3 separate regions of the Rattus norvegicus genome follow, and regions 1 and 2 are each linked to region 3. Evidence: chromatin contacts called from public Hi-C data. All regions are on one chromosome and are shown on one strand. Each heading gives the region's core, a stretch centred on a gene start, on an enhancer-like site or on the middle of the called end of the contact. The rest is flanking DNA. Distances are from core to core; before and after follow the strand shown. Region 1 holds the start of Tiprl (TOR signaling pathway regulator). Region 2 holds the start of Mpzl1 (myelin protein zero-like 1). Region 3 holds the start of Mpc2 (mitochondrial pyruvate carrier 2).

The links. Hi-C and Micro-C count contacts between places; a contact is called where the count stands out from the background.
Region 1: a Hi-C map of liver shows a contact between it and region 3, with 5 times the contacts expected there. The contact joins the promoter of Tiprl here to the promoter of Mpc2 in region 3. A contact is called at or near these places in 2 of 12 Hi-C or Micro-C datasets (frontal cortex and liver).
Region 2: a contact with region 3 is called in a Hi-C map of prefrontal cortex, with 3 times the contacts expected there. The contact joins the promoter of Mpzl1 here to the promoter of Mpc2 in region 3. A contact is called at or near these places in 4 of 12 Hi-C or Micro-C datasets (frontal cortex, liver, mammary epithelial cells and 1 more) and 1 of 1 datasets of contacts at active chromatin or transcription factors (oligodendrocytes).

The regions. Positions count from the first base shown.
Region 1 is chr13:80,083,119-80,086,544 of GRCr8, forward strand. It overlaps Tiprl (TOR signaling pathway regulator), which reads right to left and starts at 1,922. Exons shown (of 7, transcript NM_001109667.1): 1 at 1,774-1,922. The coding sequence starts at 1,877.
Region 2 is chr13:80,420,102-80,423,601 of GRCr8, forward strand. It overlaps Mpzl1 (myelin protein zero-like 1), which reads right to left and starts at 2,127. Exons shown (of 6, transcript NM_001007728.1): 1 at 1,940-2,127. The coding sequence starts at 2,030.
Region 3 is chr13:80,259,443-80,262,700 of GRCr8, forward strand. It overlaps Mpc2 (mitochondrial pyruvate carrier 2), which reads left to right and starts at 1,814. Exons shown (of 5, transcript NM_001077643.2): 1 at 1,814-2,168. The coding sequence starts at 2,060. It overlaps Dcaf6 (DDB1 and CUL4 associated factor 6), which reads right to left and starts at 1,068. Exons shown (of 19, transcript NM_001305159.2): 1 at 769-1,068. The coding sequence starts at 865.

The sequences.
Region 1 (3,426 bases), core at 672-3,171, 180 kb before region 3:
CAGTAGTAGAGCGCTTGCCTAGGAAGCGCAAAGCCCTGGGTTCGGTCCCCAGCTCCAAAAAAAAAAAAAAAAAAACAAAACAAAACAAAACAAAACAAAAAAAAAAACTGGGTCCATACTCCATTTTATCTATTGGTAACTGAGGTTTCTACGCTGCATATGTTTCATATTTTTACGATGGTTGATAACAGTAAAATGGCACATTTTCACCATAAATTTAAGTAAAATTTGTTCTTAACTTTTAACGAATGGAAAATATTAAATGCCTAAAAGATTAAATACAATGAAAGATTAATATCCACAAGATGTGTCTGTAAAATACAGGTTTTAACTATTTTCCTGATTAGACCAAATATGAAATAATAAAGGCAGCTCCATGGGTTTTCCCAGTTTATCTGGAAAAACTTGCACAGTTACATAAGAGTCTCCGTTATTAAGGTAGGCTGCTTCAAATGCTGCCTTTCAACTCTATCACTGGTAATGTCTACTTGTTAAAGGCAAGGCATGACATTAGAAATGAGGTGTTTGGGCCCTGTTTAACATTCAGGGGACCCAGCCCCCCAACTAGGCCCACATGCAATGCAGGAAAATGCATACACAAACTAGTCTGAATTTATAACATTTGAAACAACTTATGTTTTTAAAAAATTCTTTTACATATGTAAATTTAAAAAAATGTCCTGTAGAGCCTCCCTTTTTCTTTCTATCCATCAATTGGCCACCAAACGTAAGCACTTAAATCTCAGCTTCTATCCTCTTTCCTGCTTACTGGCCTCCTTTCCAGCATCCCAGTCTGAACTCATCTTCTACACTTCCAAGAAACCTTTCAGACTCAACCATAATGCACGTGGAGTAAAACTACATACAGCAGGTGGCTATTATATAAAATCCAAACTTCTTAGCAAGACAGAGAACTCTTCAATGACGCGAGAGGCAACACTCTGTCAGGATGCCCCCCAAACTTTATCAAGATACAGTTTAGGCACCCCCAAACACCTCAGAGCTCACTCTGAGTGTCGGCTTTACACGCCATCCAGTCTCCAGACTTAATCAAGATTCTGCCCAGATGCACTGATCTCCATCCATCCATCCATCCATCCATCCATCCATCCATCCATCCATCCATCCGTTTACGTCCTCATCCTAAACAGCCACACAATAATATAACAGTCTCTCACGAAACTATGAATTCCTTGGGACTTTTATCTTTCATCTTCCCTATCTCAAGTGCTTATCACAGCACCTAATTTGCTAAAAGGAAAAAAGAAAGAAAAAAAAGAAAACCTAAAATCGCTCCGGCTATGTATCTTCATCCTAAACAGTCACACAGTCATTTAACGGTCTCACGAACTATGAGTCTGTGGTACTCAATGGATCATGTTCAGAACCTTAAGAGCCCACCACGGAACCAGACAAGCTAAAAGCAAAACATAAATATCATCTCTGTCATTGCCCGCAAGGAAACAGGTCATCCGCCCCCAGAAAGGTGGCGCAGGCTAAGGTAGGGAAAAAAGGAGAGGCGAAGGGTGAAGTCCACCAAACAGCCGCGCTCAGTTCAACCCTGCGGAACGACAGTTCCAGCAAGCGGAGGTCGCGAGCAGGGGACAGGACTATTTACTGAAGTTGTCAATCAACGGTCAGTCAGAGGGACCGAGCCTGAGGCCCTGAGAACCGCGCGAAGCTGCACCGAACCTGTCCGACCCCTACCCCCGACAATGATCCGAACCGGCCCGTCCTGGCCCGTCCCGGTCCAGCCCCGCCCCACAGCCTCACTTTTCCACATCCGCAGACTTCATGATGTGGGTCTTGGACGCGGTAAGCTTCCAAGGCCCGAAGGAGAAGTCCTGGTGGCTGCTCTGAAAGCCGTGGATCATCATGGCAGAAGCGGAGCCGCAGGGCTACTCTGAGCAAGCGCCTGCGGCAGCGGTCACAGTATGGCCCTCCCTGCAGCGCGGCTCCTGGGCGCGTCCGTTACCATCTCGGCCCCGCCCCCTGCCGCCGCGCCGATGGGCCCGCCCTTCCGCCGTCTCTTCCGCCCCTCCTGGTTTTACTTCCGGGACCAGCCACTAGCTCAGGATGACTCACGTCTTACGTGAAGACGCTAAGGGGCGGGACTTAAGCGCCTCGGTGTCGCTATGGTGGGCTGTCCTGAATTCTTCGGGTGACGTCACCCCAGAGTGGGTGTGGGAATTCGTCTTTCTGGATCCAGAGCCCGGTGCCTTACCTACTCCTTACAGACGTCGCCGAGCGATGTCATCACCTCTTGTGCTTAGGAGTCGCGGCGAAGAGGGCATACCCAAACGTCCCTAGTGTTTAGGAGGCCCAAAACCGACAGCGGCCTTTGAGTCAATGACTGATAGTGGCTCCGCCTTGCATCTCAGTGGAAAAGCAGCACATTACCGTGCAAGCCGCTGTGTTCGATTTTTAGTACTGCAAAAGGAACGGCAAAATATCCTTATGATATTTTAAGACTTTTCTACCTGCACACCGGCGTAGTGGAAACACCGCTGAAAGCCTGGTGCTCCCTCCGTGGTTGCAGTACAACCGTGCGCACCTTTGGGCTTATTTTAGGCTTCGGCTGCCTCAAAATGAGATGGTTTAATGTTAGAGCATCTCAAAACTGTTCATCTTAATTCCAGCAACCCCTCTTACTCCACAAATCATTCTCTCAGTGTTTGTTTCATCCACTCTGGAGCCGCTAAGCAGCTTCGCTCCGTGATTTCTGATTCAGTTCCTGCCTTGACTTCCTGAAGGTGTTAAGCCAAATAAACCTTTTCCTCCTCTGGTATTTTCTGTTTGTGTTTCTGTCCCAGAAACCCATCATCAATTTCCCCTGCCCACGGTCTCTGGATTAATTCATTCCCTTGGCCTCCTGTCCTTGCCTCCTATACAGTTACTCTATTTACATTGCTTATGCAAAGTAGGGCATCTCATCCTGAATGGTGGAGGATTGTCTCCCATCACTGGCCTACAGAGGTTGGCCACTGAAGCACTTCCCAAGGAGGCTGGGACCCTCTCACTAATGTTACATTGTGAACCTCACATTATCTAGATCTTCTAGAACACCTAATAAGGAGGTGAATGAGCAAATTACATGTAATGAATTCCATCCCCATTTCTTTCTGAAAGAGTTGCATACAGCCAGCCTAGGCTCCTCCTCCTCCTCCTCTTCCTCCTCCTCCTCCTCTTCCTCCTCCTCCTCCTCTTCCTCCTCCTCCTCCTCTTCCTCCTCTTCCTCCTCCTCCTCCTCCTCTCCAAGTGCTGGGAGTGTGTGTGTGTGTGTGTGTGTGTCACCAAGCCCAGCTCCATCCAACATTTTTACTACACGATGTCTTCCTTTGGATTTTTCTGCATGAGGGCAAGAAAAATGTATAGAATCTCTGTAATTTTGGAGAACAGCCTAGTCTACATAGCAAATTCCAGGAC
Region 2 (3,500 bases), core at 877-3,376, 160 kb after region 3:
TTCCCAACGTGGCCACACTGAGTAAATCTCCACTTTCCACAGATTTTTGTTTATTGATTTGACTATTTTGACTTCTCAAGAACCTGGAGTCTTAGGGTAAAGACTGTGACCCCAAGTTCCATAACAGTTTCAAGTACTTAACAGCTAAGAGGTGCTGATAGCTATTTGCTAAGTAACTGAACAGAACTTGAGAAGCTATTCTAGATGAAAACGGTGGTGTGTTCCCAGCTCCCAGGTGCCTGGAGGCTGAAGCAGGATTGCTTGAGCCCAGGAGTTAAAGGCCAGTCTAGACAACATGGTGAAAAGAAACCTCAAAAACAGAAAAGTCACGTGTGGTATACACCTTTAATCCAGCTCTTGGGAGGTGGAGGCAGGAAGATGCCCAGTTCAAGAACAGCCTGTGATAAACCGTGAGATGCTGTCTCAAAAGAACGTTTTGTAAAGATGAACCCTTATGTGTAGTTCCTTCAAATCAGCCCAGACTGGCCTCCAACTCATGTCCCAGCCACTCAAGTGCTGGGATTTTAGGCATGAGCCACAATACCTGGCTTCTATTTAAAAAAAAAAAAAAAAAAAAAAAAAAAAAGATGGTTTCTTTTATACCAGAGCAGGTGGCATTTCATTCATAACACAAAGTTTCTGCTTCTGCTGCTTATAACACCCTGAACTTAAGATCACTCTGACTGCCCTGTCCCCAACAGCAATGTCTGACATTACACAATTCAGCCCACAAGAGGTCTGATAAAGTGGAGTTTCGGTCTGTTCTGTCCTCCTTTGCTTAAACACAAATACAACCCACACCAATTCATAAAACAAAAAAGAACAAAAACAAAACAAAAAACCCACATCTTTCTGTTTCCTTAGGAGAAACAGGGGGTTAAAACAGAACAGATCCCATCTGATACACAGAAAAGGAACCTTCTCCATGTTCACCTCTATAACAGAATCTTACCTATATTTTCTGGTTCCAGGGACTACTACATTAAGAACTTTTGCACGAAAGTACTGAGTAATGGATTTTGAACAAATTACATTTTACACAACAAAAGAAATGAGTGGGAGGAACCCCCTCCGTGTTTTCTTAGCAGTTCGTCCTCTCAGTAACCACTACTTAACCGAATTCTGAGACAGAAACAAGTACTTTGTTTTGAACAACACACAAAAAAAGTCCTGGGGCAGACACTTCTTCAGACGTCCCATAAAACAACTCGCCCAAGACTTCACATAAACCAAGCCGGAGCCTTTATCAAAATCTTGAGTCTGGTTATTTGGAAAGGGCCTGGAAGTGAGGCTTTTTAAATCAAAGTAAAAGCACGCTTTGGAAATAATTCTGTCTTGTCAAACTACGGTGCCCATGTTTACCATTAAAACGAATTCGACCGAATTCTTTTAAGCCTTTGCTTTCTAGTCTAGAAGTAACATAAATTTCGTTTCTGTGATTTGCAGACCCCCGAGGTGATATAAATGAGGTTCTGAGTTTTCAACCACAGAGCATTAAGAATGGATCTGAGAACATTCGAAATAGATCTTAGCAGGTAAAGGAAAAACACTGGTTTAAACAAGGAAATAAACCAACAAAGGCCCCACAGGTGAAAAATCCTACAATCTTCCGCCATCTCCCAAAGGTGGAGAACCTCAATTCTAGAGTCCGACCCCCGGGCAGTCCTGAGCGATCCAGAATCACCAGGAAGCGACGGCAGGGGACTGGGCGTGAGTGGGCTCCTGGGATTGCCCCCAGGGAGCCACAAGGTAAGGTGCCCCCATCTCCGCCCTCCAAGCAAAAGGATCCAAAGAAAGGTTCCTCGGCTCTGGGCCGCGCTCCCCGGGCGGCGTGCCCGGGCCCCAAGAGCGCGCAGGCCGCGCCCCCTCCCCTCCGCGGCGCCCCGAGCGCGCGCACGGCCGCGGAGCCCCCGCCCGACCCTGGCCCGGCATCACTCACACAGCCCGAGCATCGCGGCTAGCGCCGACCACAGCCAGCGCCGGCGGGCCGGGGCCGCAATCAATGTCACGGCTCCGACGGCCTCTGCCATCCTGCTCCCGCCGCTCCGTTCCGCCCGGGTTCCCGCAGCGGTTGGCTCGCTTGCCTGAGACCACACAGCTCCGGATCGCGGCTGCGGGCGCGAGGACACCTCCACGCCACAGCTCCCTGCTCCCGGCCCCAGTGGCCAACCGCCAGCCCTCAGCCCAGCTCCAGCCCCCGTGCCCGCCCCGCTGCCCGCTCATTGGTCTTTCTGGCAACCTGTGAAGGAAGCCATTGGACAACTCGAGTCCCCGTCAGCCCCCCTCGAGCAAGGCCCCGCCCCCCGGGCCCCGCCCTTGGTGTGTCAGTGCAGCATGCCCGCGTACTGTGCCTCTGCAGCGGCACTACATTGAGCCTGCCTGCGTGGCTGGAGTGGGGCTGCCCTTCGGCCCGCAGCCGCCAGAGGCTGCCCTCTTCGCTGAGGGGCCAGCCCCACAGTTCTCTTAATGTTCCTCCCCACGTTCTCTTCCAAGTCCCGATCTGATTGATCTCCGACTAGGATCTGCTTGGTTACTCCTGGCCTCACCTAAAGAAAAGCAATTAATTTAGGGACCAGGTGGGGGAGGGGTAGGAGTGAAGAGTGAGGTGAGGAAAGACTTCCATCCAGTCGTCCAGATAGAAAAGGAGCCACCATCTCTTTGACCTATGCCGAGTGTCTGTCTTTGCCTGAACTGGATCATTTGCGTTGCAACATGAGAAGTCTCCATCTTGCCCTAACTTCTGAGCAGTCCTTCTTTTGGCTTTTCAAAGGACAGGAAAGGAGTGGGAATTGGAACTCTTTCTGGCCACCTAGATCATCAATGAATGCGCTTACTGTTTGTTTAGTGTATCAATGTCCCTCGGCCTGTAGATGAGAAGTGAGTTCGGAGGATGTGCCTCACTTCGATTCAGAAAAGTGCCTGCTGCGTTCTAGCTGCCCAACAAATCCTAGTGTGGGAGGATTCTGAGAATGGTCTTCAAAGAGGGAAGAAGGAGGGACCAGAACACAAAACAGATGAGAGTGACCGAAGAGCAGGAAAATCCAACTGAGAGTCTGGGGAAGGAAAACAAGCTTTGGACAGGAACAAGAATAGAGGCGGGGGTGGTCCAGTCGACCACAATGCAGTCTCTCGTTTCAGGATTTTGTCAAAAGCCTGTCTTAACAGTGTCCTTCCGATGTTTTTTGCTGGTCTAGCCCCTTAACCGTGCAGTAGAGCAAATTCCCAATTACCAGGCAATTGGTGAAAGCCAGGAATGCTTATCACAACATTTTTGCCTTTCCTGTGCACAAGTCCTTCCAATAGATGTCTGTGTTCACTGATCTGTAGATGCACAGCCCCTTAGACTTTACTTTCAAGTAGCACATGTCCGATACTCAGCGTAGACAACCCGATACTCAATTTTTAACACAATCTTTTTGAGTTTTGTTGTTTCTTTGAGGCAGGGTCTCTCTGTGTAGTCTTTGCTAGCCTGGAACTTGCTTTGTAGACCAGGTCAGCCT
Region 3 (3,258 bases), core at 564-3,063:
CTTTTTAGTTGACTCTGGCATGACCCAGCACACGCACCAAAACTCATGATACATAAAACGAAAAAGGTGGAATACTGCGCCCACAGTACTGGAGGTTGTTTTTAGAAAGCTTAACTAAGAAACAGAAAATGCCAAGTGTGTTTTCCAGGGGTGGGAACAGGAACGTGAAATCCTACACCACCTAAAAGAGGTCCACAGTACTGACAGCAGGCTGGACCTGGGAAAGCGCGGGGGTGGGGAGAGCTCCGTGATCTCTTTTAGGTTTGGGCTCAGCGCCATGGTTTACAGCGAGCCAGGCTTGGGGTGCGAAGTCCCTGAGGGTGGTCAACAGCGTCTCCGGCGACATCTAAATTCTTGCGGAAGCCGAAGAAGGAGGACAACCTACACCTGAGATCTTCAGCTAAGCGGGGACAGCTTCGGAGAAAAGCAAAAGCGCCAACTTTTGCGTTCAACGTGGCATCTCCGTAAGGTTCGCCAAGTCTTCTCCGGAGTCCCAGCCCACGAGCGACCCCAACACCTTCCCGGGCTAGTGCCACCTCCCCACGGCCCGGCTCTCCCAGGGAAGCCCAGCTTGAGCCGCGACTGGCAGCTTGCAAAGGGGACCTGACCTTAAGAGGTGCTGGCCCGGATCACCGTCATCCCACCTGACACCTAGCCTGCGGGGCGCCCCGGCCGAGGCACAGTCCGACCGCCAACAGCCCTGGCGGCGCCCCCTCCCCCACCTCTGGGCGGCGACCTCAGCGCCGCCGCCCCGGGGCCCCCGCTCACCCAGGTAGCGGCTCCTCAGCCGGGACGGGTCTTCCAGCCCAAGGGACCTTTTCCTCACGTCCCACAACAGGTGCGGGCAGGAGCCACTCCGAGACATGGCTCTGCTGGGGCTGGGGTGGAAAGGGGAGACCACCGCGGGGGGTGGGGAGGGGAAGAGAGGGAGGGGACAGGCCGATCAACACCCGAGCGGCACCAGCACCATGCGCGCGCCGGGCCTCGCTGGCGCCGCGACTTAGAGGGCGGCAGCCACGGCCGCGCCTTCTCCCCGGGAGCGGAGAGGCACCCGGGCCACTGCTCGCCACATACTCTCCTCAGACTACCCAGAACATCTAGAGATCAGCAACAGTCCCCTCCCTCGACCCCCCTCCCGCAGGAGGCGGAGGCGAAGGCGGAGGCGGCCGCGAGCTCCTCCCTCTCCTCACTAGACCACGCCCCTCCCGGCCTTTCTCGCGAGAGGATGTCCACCGGCAACAGAAGCCGGCGTGCGTCACGATTGCCCTCACCCTAGGAGAGTAGATTAAGGCCGCTCTAGCCCACTCCTTAATTGTCTATGGATAAAAGAGTAATGACGGAAGCCGCTGAAATTGTCTCGCTCACGCCTCTCGATTCAAAGGAAAAAAAAAACCGGGCGTGATGACTCATGCTTGTAATTCCAGCATTCGGGAGGCTGGACGATGGCAGGATCCAAAACAGCCTAGGTTACATAGCGAGACACCGACTCGAAAATAATAAGTAAATAAAAGAAACTCCGACAGGCGTGCGGCGTCATCTTTAGTTCGGGCGAGGAAAGCCCAGAAAGCTTATTTTAACTACACCCTTCTTAGTCAAAGTGAGGGACAGGACAGAAGCGCGGCTTCAGTTTCCCCTCTCCAAAATGTCCTCTAGGACCGGAAGGAGGTGAGAGTCTGACCACGCCTCTTCCGCTCTGTGAGGCCAGCCAATTAGAGCAGGCCGTTAAGCTTGCGCAATGCCTCGTCCGCCCAGCGCTTGCAGCCCTAGCTCGGCGACCTCTTTAGCACCTGTTGCCATGACTCCTCCTCTGTCTCCCACTCCCGCTCGCAGGGGGCGGGCTGGGGCGGGCTTTTGCTGAGCCTCCACCCCCTCAGCCTTCTCCGGACTCGGCCTCAAAGTGCTTCACCTCTGGCTGGCAGAGCCAGGGAAGGGCGCCCTAGGGCGGAGACGGACACCTAGCGCTGTAGAGGGAAAGTGACGAGCCGCCCTTCATTGTCAGCCAGGAACGCGGACACAGCGGCGCTCCCACCCAGCTGCAGTGGATCCTTAGGCCGCCGAGATGGCAGCTGCCGGCGCCCGAGGCCTGCGGGCCACCTACCACCGACTCATGGATAAAGTGGAGTTGTTGCTGCCAAAGAAATTGAGGCCGCTATACAACCACCCGGCAGGTAATGAATCCTGAACGGCTCGCACCGAGATCGTTCCTCTCCCTCCAAAACTGAGGCCCTGTGACAGTTGGGCTGCTATAGGAATCTCAGAGCCCCAGTCTCGTCCTCTAAAGGGAATCCGTCAAGTCTCATAGTCTTTCACCTTGTTTCATCTTAAATCTCCTCCCGAAAACCGAGTATCTCCACCTGGTACCCTTGTAGACTTTTGATGCCTTCGCTCCCTTAAACTACTCACACTCCCGACCTCACCTCTAGACTTGAACCTTAACCTCTAAGAGCCACGAAGGGGTCTTGGGCCACCATGAAACCCTCATTCTGCTCCCCTTTCTCCCTCCATGAATTTATAATGCACACGTGAGATAGAGCTGAAAAGGTCTCAGCCGAGGGTTTGGAGTAAAGGTCATACTTTAGTTCCTCTTGGCAGAGGCCTGCTGAATGAGCCCTCCCCAAAATTGGACGCTCCCCACCCCCCATCCCCTTCCCAGTTCAGTCAATGTCATTCCTGGTTCCATAGATCCAGTATGAGCCAGTCATTATGCAATCACTGACCAGGTTCTTTCTGAGCCTTTCTTATGTGAGCAGATATGAATACAGTTCTGTTCTACTTCTTACCAAGGTGTGACCTTGGGCAAAATTCTATACCTCTGTCTTATTTAATATAAAATGTATTCAGTGTGAAAATCAAAAATAACATCTGCTTGATTCTTTGAGGATGTTAACTGTCACAAGTACTGGATAAGAATTCCTGTAGTTGAAAATAACAATTCTTTAAGAATCTGGAAGACCCCTTTCCCTCTAGCCCTTTATTATAGTTATTAGTTTATTTCTAATATAAACGGGTGGTAGTAATACTTGGTGAGGACTAAAATCTGATTTATATTATAAAATTTTTCAAGCATAAAATTGAGGGAATAGAAAATTTTGCTCACAATGGAAAAATTGAGTTGCTAACAAAAAATGAAGTTCGCCTTTACATACATTAAATCCATAATCTACAGTTGATATTAGAAAGGTTTAGTTCTAAGAGATGAAGCAGCTCTCTGGAGCCTTGGCTGGTTGTTAAATCTGGTGTCCACTTTAATAGAATGAT